3 separate regions of the Hordeum vulgare genome follow, and regions 1 and 3 are each linked to region 2. A link is a contact called in public Hi-C data. All regions are on one chromosome and are shown on one strand. The core of a region is the stretch at or near the end of the contact, and the rest is flanking DNA. Distances in the headings are between cores, read along the strand shown.

Evidence for each region. A called contact is a pair of places that touch in the nucleus more often than the background predicts.
Region 1: a Hi-C map of seedling shows a contact between it and region 2, with 3 times the contacts expected there. The contact joins the enhancer-like site here to the promoter of LOC123401849 in region 2. A contact is called at or near these places in 3 of 6 Hi-C or Micro-C datasets (leaf and seedling) and 1 of 1 datasets of contacts at active chromatin or transcription factors (embryo).
Region 3: a Hi-C map of seedling shows a contact between it and region 2, with 5 times the contacts expected there. The contact joins the promoter of LOC123401558 here to the promoter of LOC123401849 in region 2. A contact is called at or near these places in 2 of 6 Hi-C or Micro-C datasets (leaf and seedling) and 1 of 1 datasets of contacts at active chromatin or transcription factors (embryo).

The regions. Positions count from the first base shown.
Region 1 is chr6H:320,158,379-320,162,244 of MorexV3_pseudomolecules_assembly, reverse strand. No RefSeq gene overlaps it. Among protein-coding and RNA genes, the nearest start is that of LOC123401558, 170 kb to the left of the region's middle. Within about 2 kb of position 2,249, at least 1 of the 3 cell types and tissues checked has open chromatin away from gene starts, as enhancers often do. A contact at or near this core is called in seedling, where this site is marked.
Region 2 is chr6H:319,871,956-319,875,809 of MorexV3_pseudomolecules_assembly, reverse strand. It overlaps LOC123401849 (serine/threonine-protein kinase Nek6-like), which reads left to right and starts at 1,387. Exons shown (of 13, transcript XM_045095707.1): 1 at 1,387-1,847; 2 at 1,929-1,995; 3 at 2,073-2,138; 4 at 2,235-2,281; 5 at 2,366-2,411; 6 at 2,521-2,601; 7 at 2,695-2,737; 8 at 2,821-2,867; 9 at 3,344-3,425; 10 at 3,537-3,586; 11 at 3,684-3,757; 12 at 3,842-3,854. The coding sequence starts at 1,762.
Region 3 is chr6H:320,331,195-320,335,134 of MorexV3_pseudomolecules_assembly, reverse strand. It overlaps LOC123401558 (probable serine/threonine-protein kinase DDB_G0276461), which reads left to right and starts at 1,648. Exons shown (of 8, transcript XM_045095384.1): 1 at 1,648-1,832; 2 at 2,666-3,190; 3 at 3,616-3,781; 4 at 3,868-3,918. The coding sequence starts at 2,727.

The sequences.
Region 1 (3,866 bases), core at 1,000-3,499, 290 kb before region 2:
GTTTTAGAGTAAATTTATATAATTAATTTTTTTATTCATATAGTGGATAAGTATAACATATAGAAAGGAGTATACAAAGAATTACTCAACCGCTACTTTTTAATTAAAAGTTATACCCAAAATAGCGTTTATAACAAATCTGTTTGAATTCAAAATTTAAATGTTTAATTCTTTTATTGGGTTCATGAGATATATGGTTTTTTTGAATCTGTAGCAAAAAGAATCATCAAAATCAAAGTTGTAGAAGTAAAGGTATAACAAAAATAAATTTGGATCTAAATGTGAAAATGGATTTGTTTCTAAAAACGTTAAACTGTGGCCAGATGCCACATGGCGCAATACTACTCACTAGAGAGCGTTTGTTGGAGGGCCTAACCAGTGGACGACCGCTTCTTAAATAAAAACCATTTGATCTACCGTTAAAAAAACGAATGAGGAAGAGGGGGCGCTTAGAAAACGCATGCAACACAAAAGTGCACGAAAGTGCACTTCGTCGTGGTGGTGGCTTCGGTCGTCGGAGGGGACGGCGATGCTGTTCGGTGGATGCGTCTCGACGAGGGGGTCTGATTTTTGGTGAAGAACGTCGTCGACGTTGATCGAGGTGAGCAGAGCATCAAGATGAACTTCGTGCTCCGACAATGTCGGGCGAGGTCTAGGGCAAGTCTCCGATGCTTCATGGAGATCGAGACGGTGTCAAAGAAGTGTGCCTAGACGAGAGTAGTCAGAGAGACAAGATTTGGTAGGTCGTAGTTGCTCACCGGCATCGGGATTTACGGTGAACCGTCTCGGCCACGACGAGACCCAACGCGAACTCGTGGACGATAAGAGTGGTTTTGGGGAGGTGTTTCGAGGGGAATCGGTCAAGGAGGGTCTAGGCTATTCATAGAACATAAAACTTGGGACACGGGTTCACTGAGGATAGGATTTGCACGAGATTAAAACGGACTCGTACGGTTGCGTGCACGAACATGAGTTCATGTTCGCGTGAGGAAGAAGATGACCAAATGGGGCCCTAGCCTGTGAGAGATAACGATAGGGAGAGGGACTCGCTAGAGAGAGTCACGAGCGAGAGGAGGAGGCGTGTAGCGTTGGCTTTGTGGCGGGCTCGTGGGAATATGCTATTCGTCGCTTTGTGCGGTAACCACTCGAGCTTTCGCACACGCTTCAAAAGATATCGATACCATATGGGTGAGCACATTAGCGGGTTGTAGTGATCCCGGTTTTGGGAACCTTCTAAAGGTTCCAGTCTATTTTTTCCGGTTTTGGAAAACTTGTAGAAGGTTCCCTCAACCGGTTTTCAGTTTCTTTTTTCTTTATTCTTTTCTGTTTTTTTGTTTTTGATTCAATAAATGTTGTGCAATATGAAAAAATGTTCTAGATTTTCAAAAAATGTTTGGGATTTTCAAAAACTGTTCTTCAAATTTGATAATTGTTTTTTTATTTTTAAAAAACGGCTGTGGAAAACGTTTTGAATGTTCAAAAAATATTTTGGATTTTCAAAAAATATTCTTCAAATTCAAAAAAAAAATGCTTTTACTTTTTTAATGTATTTTCAAACAATGTTTTAGATTTTAAAAAATGTTCTGAATTTTCAAAAAATGTTTGGAATTTTCAAAAATTGTTATTAAAATTTAAAAATTGTTTTTTCTTTCTAAAAGAATGTTCTGAATTCTCAAACGATGTTCAGGATTTTGAAAAATATTCGGGATTTAGAAAAATCATTCTTCAAATTCGGGAATTTTTTGTTGTTGTTTAAAAAGATATTCTAAATTTCTATAGTTTCCGTTTTTATAAAACACTCATAACATCACAAAATGTCCGGGAGTTTCAAAAAATGTTTAGCATTTTAAGGAAATGTTTGATATTTTCAAAAACTGTAGAGAATATCAAAATTTTGTTCAATTGTTTTAGCAATTTCATGTTAAAAAATTGTTCTTAATTTTCAAAAAATATCCTTGCTTTTAAGAAATGTTCAAATTTAAAAAATAATTGTTTCACAAACTTTGCTTGTAAATTCAGAAAATGTTCTGGAATTTCAAAAATTGTTCTTCGAATTCGAAAAGGAAAGAAAAAACGAGTCAAAAAGGAACTTTTTAAAGTAAAGGAAAAAAGAACAAAAAAGGAAAAAATAGTTACCTGATTTTCGTGGGATAAAAAAATTAGACCGGTCCAGTCATGACGACCCCGTGTGCGTGCGAGGAACTTCGTGGCGCAACGAGTGGTAGGAGCTCCGGCTGCGTGTGCGCACAGCGCTCGTGCGTGCAGGGTGCTGGGGCAGCGCTGGGATGGCCTAGGCCAGTGGGCCGGTCAGATTAGTGTTGTCTGGCTGGGCGCAGTTTTTTAAGAGAAAAAACAGGGCAAAACAAAATACAAAATATATTATACATAAAAAATTTAGAATAAAATTTTCTAAAACATGAACATTTTATAGCAAAATAAAATACTTAAAAATCATTTTTTTTGCAATAACTTCAAAATGAAAGGGAATTTTGATTTCCAATAAATTGCAAATAGTTTTTGTTTTAAAATTTGAATGTCAAACAAAACATTGCCTCTGATTTTGGAGTACCGTTTTCCTTCTCTCATATCATTTGTTTATGAGAGAATTTTGACAAGATTCAAACTTCAATGGATATAGGGATTCAAATGGATTTTTTGGGAATGTCCTTTTATTCCTGTCATTTGAATTTTACAAAACATTTGAAATTCCACTCACTTTCAACCAAACAATCAAGCATACAATCAATTTTACTTAAGTAATATAACATTCCAAAATTTAGAATATTGGGATGGTATACCATGGTTCACGCTCATATATTATGCAAGTAATAAAAAGCTGAAGCGCGTGAAAAAGTACGATACAATTGCCCGACTTGACACTGTGGTGCTTGACATTTGTATTTATGTGATGAGGACGGAGGCATGCTATGCTAATATGATAAAATGAATAGGGGTGTACATTTTTTAAGGATCGTATGCTTTGAAACTTGATGATTATGTTGCTTATGTTTATTTATACTACTATGTTGATGCTTATTAATTCATCGTTTTTTAGATCAAACTTGCGACACATTACATGTTGAGTAACATGTCACATAAAAAATTCGGTTTTTGACATTTACCTATTAAAGGACGAGCAATAATTGACGATGCTGATACGTCTCCAACGTATCTATATATTTTTTTAATTATTTCACGCTATTATATTATCATTCTAGGATATTTTTGGGTGTTTTTTACCAATTAATATTATTTTTGATCAATAACCTATTAACCTAGTGCCCATGCCAGTCTTTTTTTTCTACATGTTTTTTGTTTTTGTGGTTTACAGTACCATACGAAGTCCAATTGCCCCAAAACTTTAATATGATTTTTTTCCGGACCAAAAGAAGACGTGGAAGGTTCTGGAGGATACCGGAGGCCACCCGAGGGCGCCACCACATAACAGGGCACGCCTAGGGGGTCGTTGCGCCCTGTTGTGTGGTGGGCCCCCTGCCACCTCATATCGTCCCTCTTTGCTCTATACATCATCTAAAATCCCCAAAACCATAGAGACCCACCCGAAATACTTTTTCCGCCGCCGCAAGCTATTGTTCCGCCGTGTGCCCATCTGGAGCCCTATTCAGGTGCCCTGTCGCGGGGTCGATCATGGAGGGCCTCTACACCATCCTTGCTGCTCCCATGGTGATGTGTGAGTAGTTTACCACACACCTACGGGTCTGTAGCTAGTACCTAGATGACTATATCTCTCTCTTGATCTTCGATACAGTGATCATCACGTCTTCGCTTTGATCTATACGATGAAATTCTTTTGTGTAGTGTGTTTGTTGGGATCCGATGAACAGTGGGTTTATGTTCAGCTTATT
Region 2 (3,854 bases), core at 138-2,637:
GCAGCCACGAGCATGGTCGCAGGATGGTGAAGGAGAGGGGTGGTCGCAGTCATGGCCGGGAGAGACGCACCTCGACGCCGGTGACCCCCGTCGGTGAGGATCTCCTCCACCGCCAGATGCTCCGCCTAATCCCTCCTCCCAAGCGTCGCCCCGTCATTCAAGCTCTCGCGCCGCCGTCGCCGCCCCGCCGCACGCCGTGCCCAGGCGACCACCTCGCCGCGCCGCCCGTTCCCCTGACCAGAAACGCCGAGCCGAAGCCCCCGCGCCCAGCCGTCGCGCCGCCCGTCGCCAGCTGCGTCCCGCGGCGGCGCCCCAGGCGACCACCTCGGCGCACCGCCCGTTCCCCCGGCCAGAAACGCCGAGCCGAAGCCCCCACGCCCAGCCGTCGCGCCGCCCGTTGCCAGCAGCGTCCCGCGCAGCCGCCGATTGGATCTGGCGAGCGTGCCGTGTGCTGCCGCCATGCCTCCTCGCCTCAGAAAACATAGGGTCTTAATAATAAAAGTGAAACGTTTTCTTCACTTAAGAAAGGACTGCGGGTTTATTAACTGAAAACGGAAGGGCCTTTTTGCAAAAATGCCGCGGCAGACGACAGAAGCGATCGGTGCTTTATTATTAGGGGAGATATGGAGTGCCGGTCCGTGTGGACATTTGAATTCCGTTCAAGACGCTCGTGTGAATGGATTCGTGGTGGTCCGTTTGGACGTTGAGATGAGTTTGAGTTGTCCGGTTGTGCCGCAGTAAGCATTTTCACCGGACCTGAGAGGGCAGTGCTGCGTGCGGACGGCAGTGTCCTAAAATCTGGACATTGACTTGCATACTGGCGCCGATCCCTGCACGCCTCCCAAGGAAAGGCACATGCGCGATACTGCTGCTGCCTGGATGGCCACAAGGTGAAACTGCTCGCCATTTACTGACACTGGCTATCTATATTAAACACACACCACTATACTCGTACCAGTGGGGTGGGTGGAGTAGTGGTATTATCTAGTGCTGACGGCATTTACAGTTTGTCACATGCCATGGACAGTGAACCTTTGTTGATTCTTCTGCATGCCAGCCAGCCAGCCAGGCAGACAGACCGAAGGGCAAAGGGTATGCTAGTCGGTGCTGTTTTCACAGGGAAAAGGCAAGCAGGAGCAGCGGCAGCCGACCCCAACACACACGCACACGTTTCTCTCTGGATGGACTTCTTCAGACTTGAGAGAGATGCCACATTTGCTGATGTTATTAATATAAATAAATATTACGAGTACATTATTCTTTCAAGAAAAAAGCGAGAGAAAAGGAGAATACTACTCCATCCACCGTGAGTCAGTCGGGGCCCACTCCACCACCCGCAGGCGCAACGTTTCTTCCACTACTCTATGCGACCGCTAGAGAGTGGAATGATGAACCGACGAGGGATTAATTAGGTTGAGTTCCACATAAAGCACGCCCTAACCACCGCCAAAAATCACTCCTTCCTTCCTTCCTTGATCTCCGTCTTCCTCCTCGTCGACCTCGACCACACCCGACCCGACACACACAGAGCGAGCGCGCCGCCCATTATTGAGCCACTTCCACACGCGTGCAGCTGCAGTGCATGCACGCTCTCCTCTCCGCGACCATCATCACCAGCGCCGTGCCCTGCCCGTGTCCTCACCTGAGCACCATCGAATCATTTATACGCGCCCAGCCGCCACCGCCAGCAACAGTGCGCCACAAGACGAGCACGCAAGAGCAAGAGCAAAAGAGCAAGAGCTAGGTAAGGCAAGGAATCCCATGGAGCAGTACGAGGTCGTGGAGCAGATCGGCCGGGGCGCCTACGGCACCGCCTACCTCGTCCACCACAAGGCCGAGAGGAAGAGGTCACTGCAGCCGGCCTCGCTTCAGATTTCTCTTCTCCGCCGTTTCCCTTGAACCAATCAATCTAATCTTTCTGGGTGCAGGTACGTGATGAAGAAGATTCGGCTGACCAAGCAGAACGACAAGTTCCAGCGGACAGCCTACCAGGAGGTAACAATCAATCACCTCAAACCTTGATAAGCCCTCGCAAATTCCACCCCTCACCTCAGCACTCCGTCGGCCTGCAGATGTCCCTCATGGCCAGCCTCAGCAACCCCTACATCGTCGAGTACAAGGACGGATGGGTCGACGAGGTACTGCACTGCACTGCGCATTTTTCTTCTTCTATTCTAAAGCAGAGCAGGATTTTGATTGGGTTGGGCCTTCGTCTCGGACTGAATTTCTTGCAGGGGACCTCCGTGTGCATCGTCACAAGTTACTGCGAAGGTGGTGACATGTAAGAAGATCTCATTGCACTTTGCCTCCTCCGTTTGTTTTTACGGTCACCTTACCCGCTGCTTCGCTCACGTCCAATTCACAGGGCGCAGAGGATCAAGAAGGCAAGAGGCGTCCTCTTCTCGGAAGAGGTACCAACACTACTACTTACTGTAATCTGATGAATAATAATGCTACTCCTACATGTTCAGGCTTCAGAAACTCACTGTATGTTTGCTCCTTGTGTTGTGTGATGTGAAGAGGGTGTGCCGGTGGTTCACACAATTGCTCTTGGCCCTTGACTACCTGCACTGCAACCGTGTGCTCCACCGTGACCTCAAGGTAAAGTAGAACTGCCGCCCCCCCATGGATTCATCATTTCTACCACGGCATCAGCATCTCCTAACATTTTCCTCACCACCTGTTGCATTGCAGTGTTCCAATATCTTGTTAACCAAGGATAACAACATACGACTTGGTAAGCTGATTTCAAATTACCACACAACTTCATTGCTCAGATGGAAATATCATGACGTGTGTATTCATTCTCTCTCCAAACAGCTGATTTCGGGTTAGCAAAATTACTCATGGAGGACCTTGCCTCGTCGGTATGCCTCAACCTTTTGCTAACTTATTATTCATGTACATGTAACTGGCAGGACACGTTCAGTCACTTACAACCATCGGTTACTTGCCTATAGTCTCAATGAAGTACGGAATGTATGAGCGTAACCACCATTCATGGAAAACTTCTTTTTAGAAATTAAATTAAATCATGTAATACTTTGATCTTTTAGTCGTCAAATATGGTTTCCCATCTCCACTCACTTCATTAACAACAGTTAAACGTGAAAGCAGAAACTATATAACATTTATAAATGTTCATGAAAATAAGTAAATACTCCCTCCGTCCCATAATATAAGAGCGTTTTCGTTACGCTAGTGCAGTGTCAAAAGTGCTCTTATATTATGGGACAGAGGGAGTGGCATTTTAGTCTGTTTCAAACATGTATTGAGGCCCAACCAAGATATATAAACGACTGACCAGATTCCACTTATTAATTTTGAAATTTTTGTTTTTCAGGTAGTAGGAACCCCAAACTACATGTGCCCAGAAATACTCGCCGACATACCTTATGGTTACAAATCTGATATATGGTCGCTTGGTGAGCTTGCAGTACTATTTCTGTTGAAGTTAACTCTAGTCTTATGTGGTATTGATTGACAGAATTAAACAGCTGCTCAAAAAGCTTGCATGTCTTCTTTTTTACTGTCAGGTTGCTGTATGTTTGAGATTTTAGCACACCGCTCTGCATTCAAAGCTACAGTTAGTGCTTACACAACACAATTTTCTGATTACCTGCTTCAGTTTTTCTCTATATATGTTGGCAACTCATGAAATACTCTTTCATGTGTGTGTGAAGGACATGGCAACATTAGTCAACAAAATAAACAGATCGTCAATATCCCCAATGCCCCCAATATACTCATCGTCACTGTGAGTACCTTATTTTAAATGTTCGCTCAGTAGTCAGTACTGCGAATCAACTCTATTTTTACCAAATTGAGCATTCTTTCACAGGAAGCAGATAGTT
Region 3 (3,940 bases), core at 399-2,898, 460 kb before region 2:
AATTATGAACAAAGTAAAGGACTACTTTTCTATTCTCCTTGTATCAACTTAATATAAAGGAGTGTAGTCAAATAAACTGGAGAGCGATAGAAATAATAGTAAACTTGATCACAAAAAAATGATTAACAGAGTGCTTATAAGGTATCACGACATGCAAGGCAAATGCTTCCCTAGTAATACGACAAACATTTTAAGCTCAACTTAACTGGAAGAACAGCTACAAAGATTTCAATACAAAATCGTAAGATTTTTATGCAAAAACATTGAGAGTAGCATTACTGCATGCGGAAAAGATCTGTATTTGTTCGAATTAGAAACCATCTTATTTTGAACCAAATTTTGGATCTATTTACCAAGAGAGGCATTATCTTGGAGCCTTCATGTACTACAAATAAGGTCAAAAATTTCTGATTACTAATGTCTAAATATGCAATCCCTAACTTACACAGAGAGGGGACAGAATAGCAACACAAATCACGAATCAAACATACGCATCAACATAGATACATACATAAACCAATCACTCGGTCAGGAATGCAGATTACAGAGGAGAGGATGTGAGAGATGAGACTACCTTACTGCTTGGAGCATCCGTGGACAAAGATGAGGAGGATTAGTAGCAGAAATCTTGGGCTGGAGGACGGCGCCCTCGGCAAGCTCGGGACGGGGTCACCGGCTGCCCTTGTTGTTGTTGGGGGAGGTTAGGCGAGCGGGAGGAGGGGAGGCGGCGAGGTCGGAGGCGGAGGCGAACCGTGACCGTCGGGGAAGAGGAGACGTCGCACATATGCTATGGGCAAGATCCTGTCGTGCACTGCATCCTCGCGCGCGTCGCCTCAGGTCGATCCCCTCCAGCGCCGGGTCACTTGCCAGCCTCCCCTCAGATTGATCACAGCCCTGCCGGAATCTCTCGCGAGGCTGGCCTGGATGGAGGAAGACCGTCCCGCTCCTTCCCCACCTGCTGGCGTCGGGGGCGGAGGGGCTAGAGGCGTGAAGGGGCGGCCGACGACGGGGGTGAAGGGGCAGCGTGAAGGAGCGGCCAGCATCAGGGGCGAAGGGGCTGGCGACGGGCGTGGGCAACGGGCGCGGCCGGGCCGGGCGGTGTTGAAGGGACGGCAGTGCTGAGCGTCGAGCGGCTCGCGGCGTGAAGAGGAGGTGGGTGCGAGAGCGGTTTGCGGGATGGCGACGTACGGGATAATCCGAAGCGGGGGGTGGGAGGGGTTAGCGTTTAGTTAGTGCTCTTTTCGTTAAAGTTTCGTTAGTCTGCTTAACAACCATTAAATTGCTAATCCAACGATTAATATTACAAGTTGGATCTGCCCTCTCGTGCTTTTAATAGTAGAGATGCTTCGACTATTTCTTATGTATGACATTGTTTAAGTAGGACCGAGACATTTGATGACTTCCTGCGAACAATAAAGACCGACTGCCTGTTGAGGAGAAAGAAGACAATAGGTCTAGGGTTTGAATAATTTTCCATTTTTAGGGGTTTCTGTACCAGTGGTTTGATTAATATATCTGGTAGATTTTTGAGAAAGCTAGGCATTTCATCATTAAAAAACGGAGGAAAAGAACAAAATTTCCAAATAAGCACTACTACTCTATCCAAAGTATATTTTGTAACCACGCTCGCACGGGGCAAAGCGCACAGGCCACCTCTGCTCCACCACCGCCACTCCACGTCGCGGCTTTTCTCCCTCTCTTCGTCTCTCTCTCCGCCAGGCATCCCAGACGCGGAGGCGGAGCCGGAGATACCTTCCTCCCCACACGGGATTGTGGTCTCAACCTCCTGACGGCGACGGCGAGCCTCTCGGAGGCCACCTCCGATCTAAGAGGTGCGCCCCCTTCCTCCTTGGAATCTGACCAACTTCTCCTCTCCACCATCCCGTACCTTTCCCCTCCCTCCCTCTCATGACCCGTCTTCCACCCAAGCTCTGATCCGACCCAATGCGGCTATGAAATCTCCGCTGCTGTCCTACTGCTGCCGTCGTGCCGTAGCTTAGCGCCTCCGCCGTCGCCTCGCACCCCAAACCCCTGCAGCAGTCGCCGCCACTGTCGCTCCCGTTCCACCTCATCGCGATCTTGGGCATTGGCTTTTGAGGTAGGTATGAACTTCTACTGCTGGTCATCCAGTGATCACTTCAACCCGCACTAACATCCATAAGTTCGGCACATCATGTAGATCCGGCCTTATTTCTCTGTCCTCGTTCATATTTTAGTTAGATCATGCCAAGACAAGTGGTTATTTTAAGACCTTTGCAGTTAAGATTGGGTGCGAGTGATTAACTTCTAACCGGGTGAGAACTCTGAAATTCTTAGGGCCTCTCATGAACCCAGGGATAGGAAACACGCAGGATTGAAGTTGGATCATGCACCTTGTTTTCACTTGATTCTGATGGTTATGCTTTTGTGGTTGAACATTGCTTCATGGAGAAAAATAGAATACCAAACATCACCCTATAAGTGATAATTCTAGGATTTTCACCACTCAATGCAGATGCCAGTGCAGAAGAAATCTTACTGTTGAAGCTAGAGTATTTGGCATTTCACTCGTGGGCTTCTTAGACTGTTAGACAATATCATGTTCTATTCTCTTCAAGTAAATATTTGTCTTTGTATTTGTTGTGCACGTCCGAATTTTCATTCTTTACCTCTTTTATCTATGCAGAATCACTAGGAGAAGTATTAAACCCTGAGTTTTCATTTATTTCCTCCTGGTTATTCTGAGAATGCGGAGGTTCAATCCCTTTGGGGGGAAAGTACAGACTGGATTGGAAGGCCGCACCATTGATGTAAGGAATGTGAAGATCACAGTACGCAATGCCATTGCACAAGGAGGTTTCTCTTGTGTGTATCTCGCCTGTGACTCATTGCACTCGTCAAAGCAGTATGCATTGAAGCATATCATTTGCAATGACTCGGAATCGCTTGATCTTGTCATGAAGGAGATCCAGGTGATGAATCTCCTCAAAGGGCATGCCAATGTCGTCACACTGGTTGCCCATGATGTTTTTGACATGGGCCGCACAAAGGAGGCATTGCTTGTGATGGAGTTTTGCGAGAAGTCCTTGGTGAGTGCGATGGAGAGCAGAGGTACTGGTTACTATGAGGAGAAGAAAGCGCTTTTGATATTCAGAGACGTTTGCAACGCGGTTTTTGCCATGCATGGGCAGTCACCAGCAATTGCACATAGGTACATGGAATGAGTCATTTACAGATATTGAATCATGTTTTATTCCCATTCTATAAGAACGATCAGTGGTAAGCGTTGTTATCAAATATCACAAGTCAGATTTCTGCACAGTTATGTTGTTCTCTTTCACTATTTAATTAGTAGACTTAAGTTTACTTAGCAACTACTGCAGTGATGGTACATTAGTAAACTGCCCACTGCTATTTGTTTGCCTATACTACTTTGTATTCTCGCCTGTAGTACCGAATCGCTATACCTTGTAGCTTAGCTATCTGCATGTGGGCAAATATTGCAAGCAGCTCTTACCTGCATGAATGTTTCAGATTTGGTATGAGTGTAGAACTTGCATTGAAGTTTTGCAAACAATTTGTTACATTTATTATTTTATACTCACCATGATTTTACAATTTGCCTCCTTCCTTTAGGGATCTTAAAGCCGAAAATGTTCTTCTTGGATTAGATGGTGCATGGAAACTATGTGACTTTGGAAGCACGTCAACAAATCATAAATGCTTTGACAAGCCAGAAGATAGGGGGATTGAGGAAGATATCATTAGGAAGCATACGACCCCGGCATATAGAGCACCTGAGGTTAATGAAAACTTTTCGGCATGATGGATACATTTTTTTACTCGTATGGCCTGCAGCGGTCTCATCTATGCATTCATGTTTTTCAGATGTGGGATCTCTACAGAAGAGAAGTTATTAGTGAGAAAGTTGACATTTGGGTAAGTCTATAACATATGAACA